Linked DNA regions of Zea mays: all the other regions are linked to region 1. The links are chromatin contacts, called in public Hi-C maps. All regions are on one chromosome and are shown on one strand. The core of a region is the stretch at or near the end of the contact, and the rest is flanking DNA. Distances in the headings are between cores, read along the strand shown. Region 1 holds the start of LOC100277394 (what's this factor1). Region 2 holds the start of LOC100381666. Region 3 holds the start of LOC100279259.

What was found. A called contact is a pair of places that touch in the nucleus more often than the background predicts.
Region 2: a Hi-C map of bundle sheath shows a contact between it and region 1, with 6 times the contacts expected there. The contact joins the promoter of LOC100381666 here to the promoter of LOC100277394 in region 1. A contact is called at or near these places in 8 of 25 Hi-C or Micro-C datasets (bundle sheath, ear, endosperm and 2 more).
Region 3: a contact with region 1 is called in a Hi-C map of ear, with 2.1 times the contacts expected there. The contact joins the promoter of LOC100279259 here to the promoter of LOC100277394 in region 1.

What each region holds. Positions count from the first base shown.
Region 1 is chr8:73,626,728-73,631,543 of Zm-B73-REFERENCE-NAM-5.0, reverse strand. LOC100277394 (what's this factor1) reads right to left here and starts at 2,410. Exons shown (of 1, transcript NM_001150962.3): 1 at 776-2,410. The coding sequence starts at 2,336. The coding sequence ends at 840.
Region 2 is chr8:73,966,370-73,971,185 of Zm-B73-REFERENCE-NAM-5.0, reverse strand. It overlaps LOC100381666, which reads left to right and starts at 2,355. Exons shown (of 3, transcript NM_001174481.1): 1 at 2,355-3,083; 2 at 3,920-4,025; 3 at 4,119-4,715. The coding sequence starts at 2,382. The coding sequence ends at 4,438. It overlaps LOC100276053, which reads left to right. Exons shown (of 4, transcript NM_001149937.2): 4 at 1-141.
Region 3 is chr8:73,305,025-73,309,840 of Zm-B73-REFERENCE-NAM-5.0, reverse strand. LOC100279259 reads left to right here and starts at 2,737. Exons shown (of 8, transcript NM_001350282.1): 1 at 2,737-3,357; 2 at 3,501-3,623; 3 at 4,384-4,555. The coding sequence starts at 2,963.

The DNA of each region.
Region 1 (4,816 bases), core at 1,161-3,660:
ACAATGCTCTTGGTTCCAGTGGCTGTTACTTACTAAGAAAAATGTATGTCTCGGAAACAAAAAATAAAGTATAGGCATGGTTGTGCTGTTCCAAAGTTATTTGCCATGCAGACCACTGGGGGAAAAAAATCAAATTACTACGCTTGGGGGAATAAATAATTGGAGGCTGTCGTTCTGGACATCTTCACCAAGAATGGATAGAGACAATAATTCTGTTTCTGTGTTCTTTCCCTCGTTTTTTATGATCACCAGCAATAGCAACTGAGCTGAAAACTTTGTAAGAACTGGCTGGCTGTAGAGGTCAGAACTATTCCTTTTTTTCCCTAAAAAAGCATGACTTCATAGCAACTGGATTTTTTTTTTCATGAAAAAACGGGTCAAGATGTCCAACAAAGATGCTAGATATTCATGCATAGCCTACTGATACACTATCCTGACATATAGTTCAGTGCATACTTCGGGGTGTTTGGTTTATAGGGACTAATTTTTAGTCCCTCTATTTTATTCCATTTTAGTCTATAAATTGCCAAATATGAGAACTAAACTAGATAACTGTTACTACAATTCAAAACTAAGAAACACCAACCGCGTTGATTATGCACATTTATATGAAATATAGGCTTACGAATCTGTATGCCTTTAACATTCACTAGAGGATTGTGCTTGTATAGTGACTTTTTAGCATTGCCATGTGGGTTCCTCGAAGGGTGATGTGCTTGGTGACAGGAATCAGCAGGGCGACTCAAAAGACAAAGGGCTTTGCAACTAGATACTATGATAAAAGAACTAAGATTATAGATTAACGATTCTATCAATCAGAAGTTCAAAAACACCTCAATTTACCACCGTTCCCTTGGTCTGCCATCAGGAAATACAGGAACAGGTGCGCTGCCGTTGGCAGAACCATCAGCAATTTTCATGGCGACCTTGACTTCGTCGTCTCCAAAGTCTGGCGGTGAGTCATCGTTCTCACCAAACCAGCCATCACCCCACTCGTAGTCAGCATCCGATTTGCCACCAGAAAGCTCACTAATCAGATCTTCCATATCAGAGAGCCCCTCATCTTCATCGTCGTATTCCTCGTCACTCACTTGGTCCCGCGACTGCAATGATCCATTCATTCCCTCAGCCTCCTCGCCAGTCCCAACTGCGGCCCTTCTGGGGAAGCGTGGTACGGCCACAAGAGCCCTCATTTTCTCCTTAAGTAGCACCAGCTGGTTCTTCTCGACCAGCTGCGAGTCCTTGTACGCCTCACGGAGGAAGACCGAGTCCCTATCCCCTTTGAACGATACGTAAAACATGTCCGGGTGACGAATGATCATGCCGCGCAGGGACTGCGAGAACCTGAACTCCTCCCTGAAGTGCGTGAGGTGGTCCACCAACGTGCGCTTCTCCACCGTTAAGCTAAGAATTTCATGAACCACTCCACAAGCGTGCTTTTCCTTCTCGTCTGATCCGGAGCGCAGGTGCGAGAAGTCGGCATATGGGGAAATGTAGGGCATCTCCTTGAACCGCGCAATCCTCCTGGCCTCCCCCCGCGTCAATTTGAGGCCCTTGGGGAGCCTGACACGGTTGAACTTGAGTGGGCGGTCGATGATGAGGTTCCTCTCCTCAGCTTCCCTCGCCCGGCTCTCCTCCTCGGCGAGCTCCGCCGCGGAGACGGCGAGCTCGGGGTCCCAGTGCGTGAGCTCCAGCGCCGGGCCCCGGTCCATCCGGACGACGCGGAAGTACTGCGGGTACCTGAGGCAGACGGTGTCGCGGAACTCGGGCGGGAGGCCGAGGTCGTGCTTGAGGTGCGCGACCTTCTCGATGAGGATGCGCTTCTCCTGCGACATCATGAGCAGCTTGCGGAGCTTGGCGACGGCGAGGCCCTCGGACTCGTTCCTGAGGCGGAGCTCGTCGAGGTAGAGGCGCTCGGCGGCCGGCGTGAGGCGGAAGCGGAGGGAGTAGACGCCCTCCTCGACGACGTCGAAGACGCCCGGGAAGCGCCTGAGGAGCGCGATGAGGCGGCGCTTGCGGGTGAGGCCGAGGTCGCGGCGGAAGCGGCCGAGCTCGCGGAGGCTCATCACGCGGTCGGGCTGCGCCACCAGGATGTTGCGCAGCTTGAGCACCAGCTTGAGCTTCTTGTCCCGCTGGATCACGGTGTCGAAGGGGGCCTCCTTGCGGCGCTTCACGGCGGCCTGCGCCACCACCGCCGCGGGCCGCGGGCGGAGGCGCAGCGGGAACGGCGGCGGCCGCGGCGGCGGCGGGAGCGGGGCGCCAAGGAAGAGCGACTTGGGGGACCTGGTGGCCGCGGCCGGCGCGAAGGGGAAGGGGAGCAGCAGCTTGGCGTCCATTTCCGCCGTCGCCGCGTTGGGGGGGAGTGGTAGGCTGGTAGGGATAAACCTCTGCTGCTCCGCTTGATGGGTTTGGATATTTTTGTTTTTTTTTTTGGTGGGTTCAGTTCTGGGTGGCGATTGGCGATATTTCGTTGAGGATGTGGGCTCGGCCTTTGAAGTACTTGGGCCTTCCTTGAGGTCCATGTTATGGGCCGGACCGGTTGCTGGTTTCCCTCTCGTGTCTGCTAAGGGCATGTACAATGAGTGTCTTAAGTTGTGTTTTAGAGTGTGTCTAGGGGGGTGAATGTAAAAAAACTCAAGACATGTATCTTGACGAAGACACAGTGTCTTAGCTCTATGTTCGAGATAGGAGGCTAGCTGATTGGTCACTTTAATTTATTGAATGCTCTGATTGGTACAATGAATATGGTAAGACACACGTTTTAGACACGACCACTGTATTATGTTGTGTTTTAGCTGTGTCTTATACTTGGAGTACCGTGCAGCCGTATCTGGGTTGTACATGCCCTAAAGATTGCAAGCACATGATGATTGATTTACATGCGCTTGAACTGAACAACTGCAGTGCGGCCACCAAGGCGAAGGCACCAAATCACGATGCAAAACGATAAGACCGGCCGGCGACCTTACCGAGAACGGAGGTGGCATCACGGGAAGGTCTCATACTCTCGTTGCCCTCCATGCCAAGAAGGCGGACATGTTTTCTTCGTATATTAATACTAGATGAATACTCGTACGTTGCTATAGAATGAACATCTTTCTCTTGCAGCTGTAGCATCGCAAAACAATCTCTATCTCTCTTTGCCTCTTGTTGTGACTGCTATTGCTACAATAGTAATAGCGGACAAAATAAAGTGGGCAACAACAAGAGAGAAAACGACAACTCTCCACAACTGTCAAGTAAGTTTTACAAAGAATCAATGTTGAGCTTATCTAAGGACTCAATGCCATCAAGCATGGGCCAATTTTACATCATATTCGTTCTGTATTGTATAACAAAGAAATGAGACAATCAAAACTATAAGATGGTCTATGGAATGTATGCAATGAGCTTGTCAACATGAAGAACCAAATTATAAATGTATGGGGCATTGCAGCTCGAGGTTGAAGCATCGAGATAACAAAGTGGCATATCAGGATAAGGAGGTTTGGGTCCTGCTAGCCACTTCAACTTCCCGTTGACAATGTCAAGTTGCAGACTTCCTCCAGATTCATCAAAAGCATACTGAAATAGTGAAATTGAAAGTCGCCTAGAGGGGGTGGATAGGCGAAACCTGAAATTTATAATTTTAAATCCAACTAGATCCCTTGATTAGTGGTTAGAACAAGATACACAATTATCGGAGTATAAAAACTAAGTCATTTGCTTGTAAAGAGTATTGCTTTCAAATAATGCGGAATTGATAAATCAATACAATTAATAAGTCTATGAGAATAAAGCAAGAGGACTTAGATAAGAAGAGCAATAACACAAGTTCTTTCTTGCAAGGTGTTGCTTCACTAAATGAGAATTTAATTTGAAGCAACATCAAATAATGCTAGCAAAGAATATTGCAAGGAAAACTTAGTATGAGGGAAAGCAAACAAATCACAAGAAATGAACACAAGAGACACGGGTGATTTGTTTTACCGAGGTTCGGCCCTCGAAGGCCTAGTCCCCGTTGAGGAGTCCACTAAGAACGGGTCTCTTTCAACACTTTCCCTCTCTCCACCGATCACCAAAGACCGGCGAGCTCTTCTTCTTCTCAAGGATCACTTAAGACCCTGCAAGGATCACCACACTCTTTGGTGTCTCTTGCTAGCTTTACAAACCTCCAAAACTTTGGAGGAAGTTCAATGAGAGTCAAAACTCCACGCGCAAATGAACACAAGATGTAGCACACACTTTCTCTCAATGAATCTCACAAGGCACTAGCCCTAAACTCAAACGAGTAGCTCTCTCTTGCTTGCTCTCTCTTTTGTGGCACTTGTGTTGGTTGTAGTGGTCTAAATCTCGTGTATAGGATGGATCAATGAATAGAGGTGGTTGGGAGGGCTTGAATATGTCAACTATATGACTTGGAATGTTGCTTGGGCTCCCACACTTTGAAGTGGCCAGTTGGGGTGGTATTTATAGCCACCAACCAAATTGTAGCCGTTGGAGAAGGGTGCTGGCGATGGGCGCATTGGACAGTCCAGTGCGCCACCGGACAGCGTCCGGTGCGCCGCCACGTCATCCTCCCGTTAGGGCTTGGAGCTGGTTGACCGTTGGAGGCTTTGTTCTCATGCGGCACCGGACAGTCCGGTGCCCCTCTGACCTTCTGCTCTGACATCTGAATTGCACTATTCACTTTACAGAGTCAACCGTTGCACGCAGGTAGTCGTTGCTCCGCTGGCACACCGGACAGTTCGGTGGTACACCGGACAGTCTGGTAAATTATAGCGGAGCTGCGCCTGAGAAACCCGAAGCTAAAGAGTTTGAGGTCGATCCTCCCTGG
Region 2 (4,816 bases), core at 1,106-3,605, 340 kb before region 1:
TACCTTCATCTTTGTTGTTAAATATTTCTGGAGGATGCTAATGTCAGAGAGTGCAATACATTGATACCAAGCAGAAAATTTTGTGATCTTCCTCTGCCAAACTGAGTAACTGGCAGCTATTGAATATAGTTATTGGACTTCCGACCCGTCTATGCTTTAACCCATAAACGCGAAAATGAAATACACATATGGGCTGAACCTCCACCCTTACATGGGCCCTAGCCCGTCATCTCGACGTCATAATATATACTTATTGTATCTCACAGCTGCAATTTCTGTACAATTTGGAAACGGAAGCGTCGTGTCGTTTTGGGTCACTGGACGGTAGCGGTGCAAACAGCCAACGTTGCAAGTTGCAACAAGTTCATCACGTACGGGCCGGCCCTGGGCGCCGCCGGAAGAACCGCTGGCCAGGCAAAGCCGGAGGTACACTGCTGCTGCGTGACACGTCCGTCCCATGACGTGCCGACGGACGCCGAGCGAAACGAGGCCTCCCCTGCCACTGCGTGCGTGCATGTCGTGCGAGGCAGGGTGCATTTGCGGTTTTTTCGTGTGCAAGCGTGACAAGCTGACGAGTGACAGACGACGACGGACGCTGGAACCTGGCCCGCTCACGTCTGGAGTACTCTCCTATCCCATCGACGCCCCCACCCGTGTCCGTGTCACCAGCTGACCTACAAGGCTGAAAGCGACCGGAGCCAGGCAGCGATGGCCGTGCCGACTGGGTGACACGGGACAAACACTAGTATACTCATAGCGACGGACGGAGTATAACATATGCATGCATCCAGCGACAGGATGAAAGGAATGCTCCCACCCCCGCATGTGGCCCCCCATGCCGGCGCACGCACGCAACAGAACATGATGGCGCGCGCGGCGGCACAAGGATTTTCAAACACCCCGAAACGGCGGCAGCGACCATGCGCATGCGGCGCCCGCCCTCGCCCTCCCTCCTGCCTCGCGGGTCGTCCGCTACAGCCTGCCTGCACCTGCACAGCGAGCTCGCTGAAAGTACAGTACATGGTCATGGTACCAGCAGCCGCGCCGTGGCAGCGTCCGGGCGCCTCGATGCCCGCGCGAGCGACCGAGCGCCTGCCGCCTGCGCTGGACCGGACGCGTGGTGACGGGTGAGCAGGGAGCGCTTGGGAAGACATGCAGCAGGCATGGCGACCGAGGACAGGACGCGAGAGCGTGGACGGGCCGTCCGCCTGCGCCACCCGCCCACCCCTACGGCGCTCCGCAACCGGTGGTGCCGCTGCCGCGCGGCGGCGTAGGCCCTCCACGTCGCGGCGCGCTCATAGCGTAGGTCGCGCGTGCAGTGCGTGCCGTGTCCGTCCGGGAGCGGCGCCGCCGCCGGGGCCCGCGTCCGCGTCCTCGTCCGCCTCTGCCACTCAAACGGCGTAAGTAGTACATGACTACAGGAGTCGTCGGACGCGGCGGGGTCAGTGTCAGTCACGCGTGGAGCGTGGCGCGCTGGCGACGGGACTGCGCCACGCGTCCCTCCCCGGCCCACCTTGCAACGCAAGCCTTTGTTTAAACTTCACAATGTGTCAGTATGTCACTGCTGTCTGTCTGCTGCTGTCCTACTACTGCATTCGGTGATTCGGTCGACGAAACGCCGGAAAACGCTACAGGTTTGGCTTTGGCTTCGGCTTCTTAAAAATAATGATAAATCCAGAGCTTTTATTTATCCACAGAAAACGGCTTCGGCGTCACTATCTCTGTCTTGATTTTTAGTTTTGATAGAGCTTTTGATTGAACTGGTGGGAAAAAAAAACCGGAACCAAAACGTTACGTGCTGTTCTTCGTTGGTTCTGTTCCGTGGGTCAACAAGGACGTAACTAGCAGTAGAAGAATCCGCTTTCTTGCACGGAAAAAAAAAGGCAGTGGCCCTCGCGTCCTAACATTTGTCCCTGGGACACAGTCGCATCGCGCGGCGTGCCCCACGTCCTCCTTTCCTCGGCCCTCCTCCACGTAGCCCCCCGGGCGGGGCCCAACGCGCGACCCGGTGGTCCAGCCGCTCCGATCCTCCCCGTGCACGCGCCCCACCCAACGCCAGAGTCACTGCGCGCAGGGGCCCGCTCGCGCGAGCCACGCGCGCGGCGCGCCGCGGTCCATGCGCCGGGCGCACAGGATATTTTCGCCGCGGGAGCCCAGGCGGGCGCATCGGGCGCGCCCACGCCACGCGCCCCCGGCGATCTCGCCCGTCCACGTCCCCGCGGCGCTGGCGCGCGCCCAGCCGCTCGCGCGGGATCCGACGGCCTCCGCCGCGTCTCCCCGTCCTCCTCGGCCTGCGGTCGTTTTTAAACCCCGGCTCGACCCCACGCGTCGCCGGCCTCGTTTCTTCGCCGTCGCTTTGCGAGTGTGGACGGGACGGATACATGAGGGAGAACGGCGCCGCCAGGGACGAGGGCCCCGCCTTGTGCAAGGCCGCTGCGGCGGACGGGGGCGGGGATGTGGGCGCCGCCTCCGCCCGCCGCCGCCGCCGGCTCGGGCGTGCCACGGAGGGGCCTGCTCCGACGAAGAGAATCCGGTCGGGGTCGCAGAGGTCGCCGTACGACTCGTCTCTGGAGACGGCGACGGACGGCTGCTGCTGGCCGGCGCGCCTATCGCATGGCGCCGTGTCGGTGATCGGGCGGCGGAGGGAGATGGAGGACGCGTTCGCCGTCGCGCTCTCGTTCCTGGCCTCGGAGGCGGTGGGCGGCGAGCAGGAGCAGGAGCTGGACTTCTTCGCCGTGTACGATGGCCACGGCGGTGCAAGGGTGGCGGAGGCGTGCCGGGAGCGGATGCACGTGGTGCTGGCCGAGGAGGTCGGCCTGCGCCGCCGCCGCAGCGGCAGCGACGACCTGCGCTGGGAGGAGGCCATGGCGGCCAGCTTCGCCCGAGTGGACGGCGAGGTGACCGGCGGCTTGTCGTCCCCGCACCATGACGACGCCGGCAGCAGCTTGCCCTACCGCACCGTCGGGTCCACCGCCGTCGTCGCCGTCGTGGGCCGGCGCCGCATCGTCGTCGGCAACTGTGGCGACTCCCGCGCCGTGCTCTCACGCGGCGGCGTCGCGGTGCCTCTCTCCAGCGATCACAAGGTACGTACGTCGCACGGGAGGCGACTACGAATGCATAATAATAAATTAAAACACGGCTGCTGTCGTCTGGGTTATTGTTTAATCTGCAAGAGTGATCTGCGCCCGAGCAAGAAGCGTCATTCACCCATCAGATCTAATTTTCTAACCCCGCACGACACAGTACAGGATTTTAGCAGTCTCCCGAATGTTCCGTCAAGGCTCAACCACCACGACGACTTCCATCGTCGCGTATCGGTCAGTGTCACACTGTTTCAGTGCCCGTTGGCGAATTTCGCTGCCGGCCCGGCCCGGCCCGAGTTGGTCGCAGTTGTTGGGTGGTACCGTTCCATGCTCATGAGATGGGACGACACGTAGGTGATCTCCCTGGCCCTGGGGGAAGAAAAGCTGAAGCTGGCTGGTGAGTAGTGTGGTGCCGCAGCACTGCTGGTCCTCGACGCTAGTAGTAGGTTCCGTCGCCTTGCCCCATGGGTCGGGTCTCTCCTCTCCATCCCAGTGGACTGGTCGGTGTTGTTTCTGGCATAGTGTGCTCGGTTTGAGGAGCAGCGTGCGCCAACTATTCCGGCAGCTATAAATTGTAGGCGATGGGATTACTGCTACGAATGCTACCTTTCTAGCTGTGACCGATTAGGCCAGGTATATGTTCCCTTCTTTTTAGTTGCGACCTACATACCTGCTGGTTTAGGCTGTTCCGAAGGAGATGTTCTGTTTAATTAGCGCAAGAACACTCTAGTACGCAAGCTCTGGCTCTGCTGAGCGCCAGCATTCCTACCTCACTCTATATTTCAAAACCTCACTCTACAAAGCTGGCCTAACTAATGGTCGTTCTGATTGTGCAGCCGGACCGTCCGGACGAGATGCAGAGGGTGGAAGCAGCCGGCGGCAGAGTCGTCAACTGGAACGGCTACCGCGTGCTGGGAGTCCTGGCAACCTCCAGGTCCATCGGTAAGAAGAAGAGAAGACCCATCATCTCCTTCCATGATCCATCCCGTTTTCATATATGCCATACCGTACTCAGCGTCGCTGCCATTGCTCCAGGCGACTACTACCTGAAGCCGTACGTGAGCGCGGAGCCGGAGGTGACGGTGGTGGAGCGGACGGAGCGGGACGAGTTCCTCATCCTGGCCAGCGACGGGCTGTGGGACGTGGTCTCCAACGAGGCGGCGTGCAAGATCGCCAGGAGCTGCCTGAGCGGGCGCGCGGCCTCCAGGTTCCCCGGGTCCGTGGCCGGCCGCACCGCCGCGGACGCCGCCGCGCTGCTCGCGGAGCTGGCCTTGTCCCGCGGCAGCAGGGACAACATCAGCGTCGTCGTGGTCGAGCTGCGGCGGCTCCAGACGGACCAGATGACGAGGGTTTAGTTTGCTGAGACTGAGTTGAGTTGAGTTGAGAGCGTACCGAGTAGTAGATGATGATGACATTGTTAAGTATTTGAGCAGCGTGTGCTGAGAAGCTGTGGGGGGATTAAGAGAGTCTCCCTCCCGCCTTCAGCACTTGGTTCATGGTTCGAATTGAACGGGCACGGTGATGCGTTGTTGTACATAGGGAGCGTTTGTCGGATGTTTGCTTCTGTCGGTGTACTAATTAATTAGTAGTAGCATTATGCAATTTTATATTGCCTTGGACAGTGTTTGTGCTAAATCTTCCTTTCCACCGATGTGTTAGTACGAACACGATGGTAGTTTTTGGCTGTACAGGATTTTTATTAGTAAACAGATCATGATCTTAACCATCTACTA
Region 3 (4,816 bases), core at 1,488-3,987, 320 kb after region 1:
GCCAGGTTGCATAAGCCGGATTTGGCTCCTTGTCCTTGTCGGTACCCTCGATCGCCATGGTCGGGGCAGCTTTGGATCCATAGATCAGCCCAGTAAGCTGGGCGTCGCGGATGGCAGGCAATACCTGCAGCTTCCATAGGGTATAGTTGTTCTCGGTCAATTTCTGTGTCACGGGATGGCCTAGCACCGAGGTCAGGAGACCACCCGCGACGAGGTTCGTCGCCATGGCGATTATTCTTGGCAGTGGATAGAGGTTGCCTCTGGTACCATGTGATAATTTGTTGGAAGGGTATTCACCTCCGTGGAGGCTGCGTGTGTTAATATTGGAAGAAAGAGTCTCTTGCCATGGCATACAATCGTGATCCGAGATTTGTTGAGAGAGCATCCTTGAATACAGGGATAACTACAGCCTAAATCTTCAAGGATGCAATCCACCACAAATCTCGGTCAAGTTTGTTACAATGTGACTTGCACATACATGCATCTATCTATCTATTTCACATCTGGGGTTGGCATTTGGTTGTCAGTGAGCCGGTACTTGGTAGGTAGCATATTGTCACACTTATTATAACTGGTCAATCGAAAATAACACGATTTTTGAGAAATGTTTTTTCTGTGATGGTGGTGGTGATCAACGTTCCAACACCTCCCTTGTGTTGCCACCATCGACCCATCCCCCTCCTATCTCCTCCTCGTTACCGTAGCGTACGAGGAGTCAGTACGAATAAGCCGGTATCGATTAAAGCTGTCTATTTAGACTGCTGTAGCTATAATTCATAGAGATAAAAACATTATAAAAGCAATAGAAGCCAGTACGGATTAAAGCCAAACGGACAGGCTAGTAAACGTGCATCGTAATTGATCTATGGTGATAACCATCTTGTGTATGTCTAGAACTAGGAATTGCTATATGGTAATAACCATCTTGTGTATGATTAGGACAAGGAAAGGTGGAGATATATTCTAATACATGCATATCTACCATAATAAAGAGTTATATTCTAACAGACACAACCATCAATATCCTACCAAAAGATGATATTATATTGCTTTAGAAACTTCAAAATGGGTATAGGTGCTGCACACTACAAATTTGGTCCATCCTTCATTGTTCTGATGGAGTCGGTAAATGGGCCGAATTTTTTATATTTTAGCCCTTCCTCGGAAAAAAATTCACGTTTGGACCTTAGAAAATTTTAATATCATTTTTGGACCCTTTGCTCGGCGCCATAGCCAATGGCGCCGAGGTAACACAGCTCGGCGCCATAGTCTATGGCGCCGAGGTGCGTGCTACGCTGGCCCAACCTGAACGACGTGGCACCAACGTGGTACCGAGCTCGGCGCCAAGATCTATGGCGCCGAGCTCGGATATGTAACAGCAAAGTATGTCTAGCTCAGTCGGTAGAGTGCAAGACTTTTAACTTTGAGGTTGTGGGTTCAAGCTCCATCGTGGACGTATTTTTTTTATCACTAATTTGTTTTTTGTTGTCTATATTTTTCGTTTATGTCGCTGATTTGTCCGTCCAGATTTATTTTTCATCTAGTTTTTTTGTTTTTGTGACCGATTTATTTATTCATCTAGATATTTTTTGTTTTTGTTTATTCAAACTGCGTGACGCAAGTACCATGCACATAAGTAACCCACCCTATGGAAGTACAAAGTACTTTATAAAATCATCAAGTCACTGTTTATTTATACCTTGTATATTTATATTTTGGACTCTAATTATAATCTTTTTGTTTATTAAGTATATTTATATTTTGGACTCTAAAACTCCAATAATCTAATGTATTCGAAATTATACTTTTTAATATTAATTAAAATTTATCATTGTACATCACTACTAATGTAAGATTAACACAATCATTTGTTTATGATATAAATATTTTTAACATTTTAAATGGTGTACTTCAGTTTTTAGTATATTATTTAATGTTTAAAATCACTTGTAATTAGCGAGAGGACGGAATCAAGCTTAAGCATGTGGGGTTTACAATGCACCAAGGGCTAGACGGATTATTCAGTACTATTAAACAAAATGTAATAAACAAATCAGTCGCAAAAGCAAAAACAAATCAAGATGAGAAATAAATTTGGACGGACAAATCAGCGGCATAAACGAAAAAAACCACGATGCACCATAGCTAAACCGGTGGTCGCTAACCAATGTAAGTACGTTTCCTTAAGCTTAATAAACGAAAAAAATATGGACGGATAAACAAATCAGTCACAAAAACAAAAAATCTGGATAAGAAATAAATCTAGACGGACAAATCAGCGACATAAATGAAAAATCTGGACAACAAAAAAAATCAGTGTCAAAGACAAAAAAAAGTATGAAAACATGCCTATCATGGGGCTTGAACCCACAACCACAAGGTTAAAAACCTTGAGCTCTACCAACTGAACTAGACATGTTTTGTGTACATAACAGAGCTCGGCGCCAAGATCTATGGCGCCGAGCTCGGTTCCATGTCGGTGCCACGTCGGTGCCACGACGTCCGTTTGTGCCAGCGTAACACGCACCTCGGCGCCATAGCCTATGGCGCCGAGCTGTGTTACCTCGGCGCCATTGGCTATGGCGCCGAGCAAAGGGTCCAAAAATGACATTAAAATGTTTTAAGGTCTAAACGTGAATTTTTTTCCAAAAAATGGCTAAAATATAAAAAATTCGGGCCTCGCGAAGCATCCACCAATGGCATGGAATGGCATGACATGGCACTGCATTGGGGAAGCTCCGTTCTGTTCCGCCCCGCCCCGCCCCGAAGCAGCGCGAAACGACACACGCGAGCTATCCCGACAGTAGGAAGCGAGACGGGGCCAGTAGGAAGCGCCAAGCAGCAACGCAGCGCATCCACTCGTCATCGGCAAACCAACACCCCCGGCCCGGCCGCGGGCGGCTGCGCTCACACTCCACTCCCCTGACGGCCTGACCCCGCGCGCACAAGCAACAGCAGCCCGATGGCCGCACCGTCCTCCGCCGCCACAGCCTGCTTCGTCTCCCCGCTCCCGCCGCCTCGCCGCCCGCGTCATTTCCTCAGGCACCTCGCGCGCGCCGCCGCCGCCGAGCCCACGCCCGCCTCCGCCTCCTCGTTCGCCCTCCCGTCGCCATGGCCGTGGGCGCGGCGGCTCCGCGACCTGGTCCCCGCCGAGGCCGCGGGCCGGCTGCTGTCGTCGGCCGCGGGCTCCCTCATCGTCGCGCTCGCCTCCGCGTCGCTCGTCCTCGGCGACGCCGGCGCGGCCTCCGCGTTCGTCGTATCCACGCCGCGGAAGCTGCAGGCGGACGAGCTCGCCACCGTGCGCCTCTTCCAGGAGAACACACCCTCCGTCGTCTACATCACCAACCTCGCCGTCAGGTGGGCCTCCCCGCCCCGGTTCCGTGCCTGCCACTCCCGGCTCCCGTCCAGTGAGCCGTTGTGTGTCGGGAGCCCTCACTTCATCCCGATTGCAGTCAGAGGCTGGATGAGGCTCTAATCTCTTCCGCATGCTGCGTGTGTAGGCAGGACGCGTTCACGCTCGACGTGCTCGAGGTGCCGCAGGGGTCCGGGTCCGGCTTTGTCTGGGATAAGAGCGGCCACATCGTCACCAATTTCCATGTCATCCGTGGCGCGTCAGACCTTAGGTTGGTCGGGACTCCGGAGGGCTTCATGCTTTCCTTCTACGTTTTCTTAGCCGTTTGGTTGTGCTCAAATCGAAGCTTGTCGATTCTTGTATTAATGGTTAGGGTCGCTGGTGTTTCATTAAAATATGGTCTAGCCTTCCAATAATTTCAAGTGGACAGAGCGGGGAGAAAGGAGTTGTGGTGCTTCAATGTGTTGTTGGTAAGCTGGGGCAAAGCAGTTACTGATCGGCCCCAGCAAACTACAAACAGGGCCCATTAGTAATGCTTCATTGTCAATTTGGCTCTCCCTACAAGACCTAGTCGGAGCAAAATTAGTATGTCCAAAAGGGCTTATATTTTAGTGCAGCAGAAGCAACATGACACTTGTTCTACAGCTTCACTATCTGGCTGTTAGAAGTTATGGGATGCATCTGCATTACCGAAAGGTTTAGAAAAGATACTGCTTGCTCTACAAGTTCCTTGCATCCCAATTTCGAGTAGTAAATACCTAATGCTACACTTGGATATTTCAATGCAAAAGATCTAATTATTCAAGTTAACAACGCAGAATGTTCTTATTTATGCTAACCAAATCTTTGTGTGGTAATGCTCTGCGGTTGTGCCCGTCTCACTGCTAATGTCTAATGATCTCGACTGGGATCAGACACAATTGTAAAACATCCATACATGTTTCTTTCTTTTTTTCAATGGCTTTTGTATGTTGATGATGCCTAGATATGTATAGTGGCAAAGCGAAGATACAACTGATAGTTTTATGCAGGGTCACACTTGCTGATCAGTCAGTGTATGAAGCACAAGTTGTTGGATTTGACCAGGACAAGGATGTTGCTGTTTTGCGTATCGAAGCACCAAAGGATAAACTAAGACCTATACCTGTTGGTGTGTCAGCAGACCTACTGGTTGGTCAGAAAGTATATGCCATTGGAAACCCAGTGAGTGCTTACAACACCTTTCTTTTTATTGTGTCGCTTATAATATAATCAGATTATGTGTACAGCACAAGGTGGTCGAGTTGTAGTTTAGAAGTTAGAATTACATGTGGTGTCTTAAAACCTTTGGTTGTTCTTCTAACTTTTATGTATTTGGTAGTAGTATGTCATGTACGGCCGCACTTACAGGCGCCGTCGTGACGCCAGGAGGGCTGCAGATCGCGCAGCCAAGGCAGGCGCCACAATCAGTGGCTAAGTTTAGAA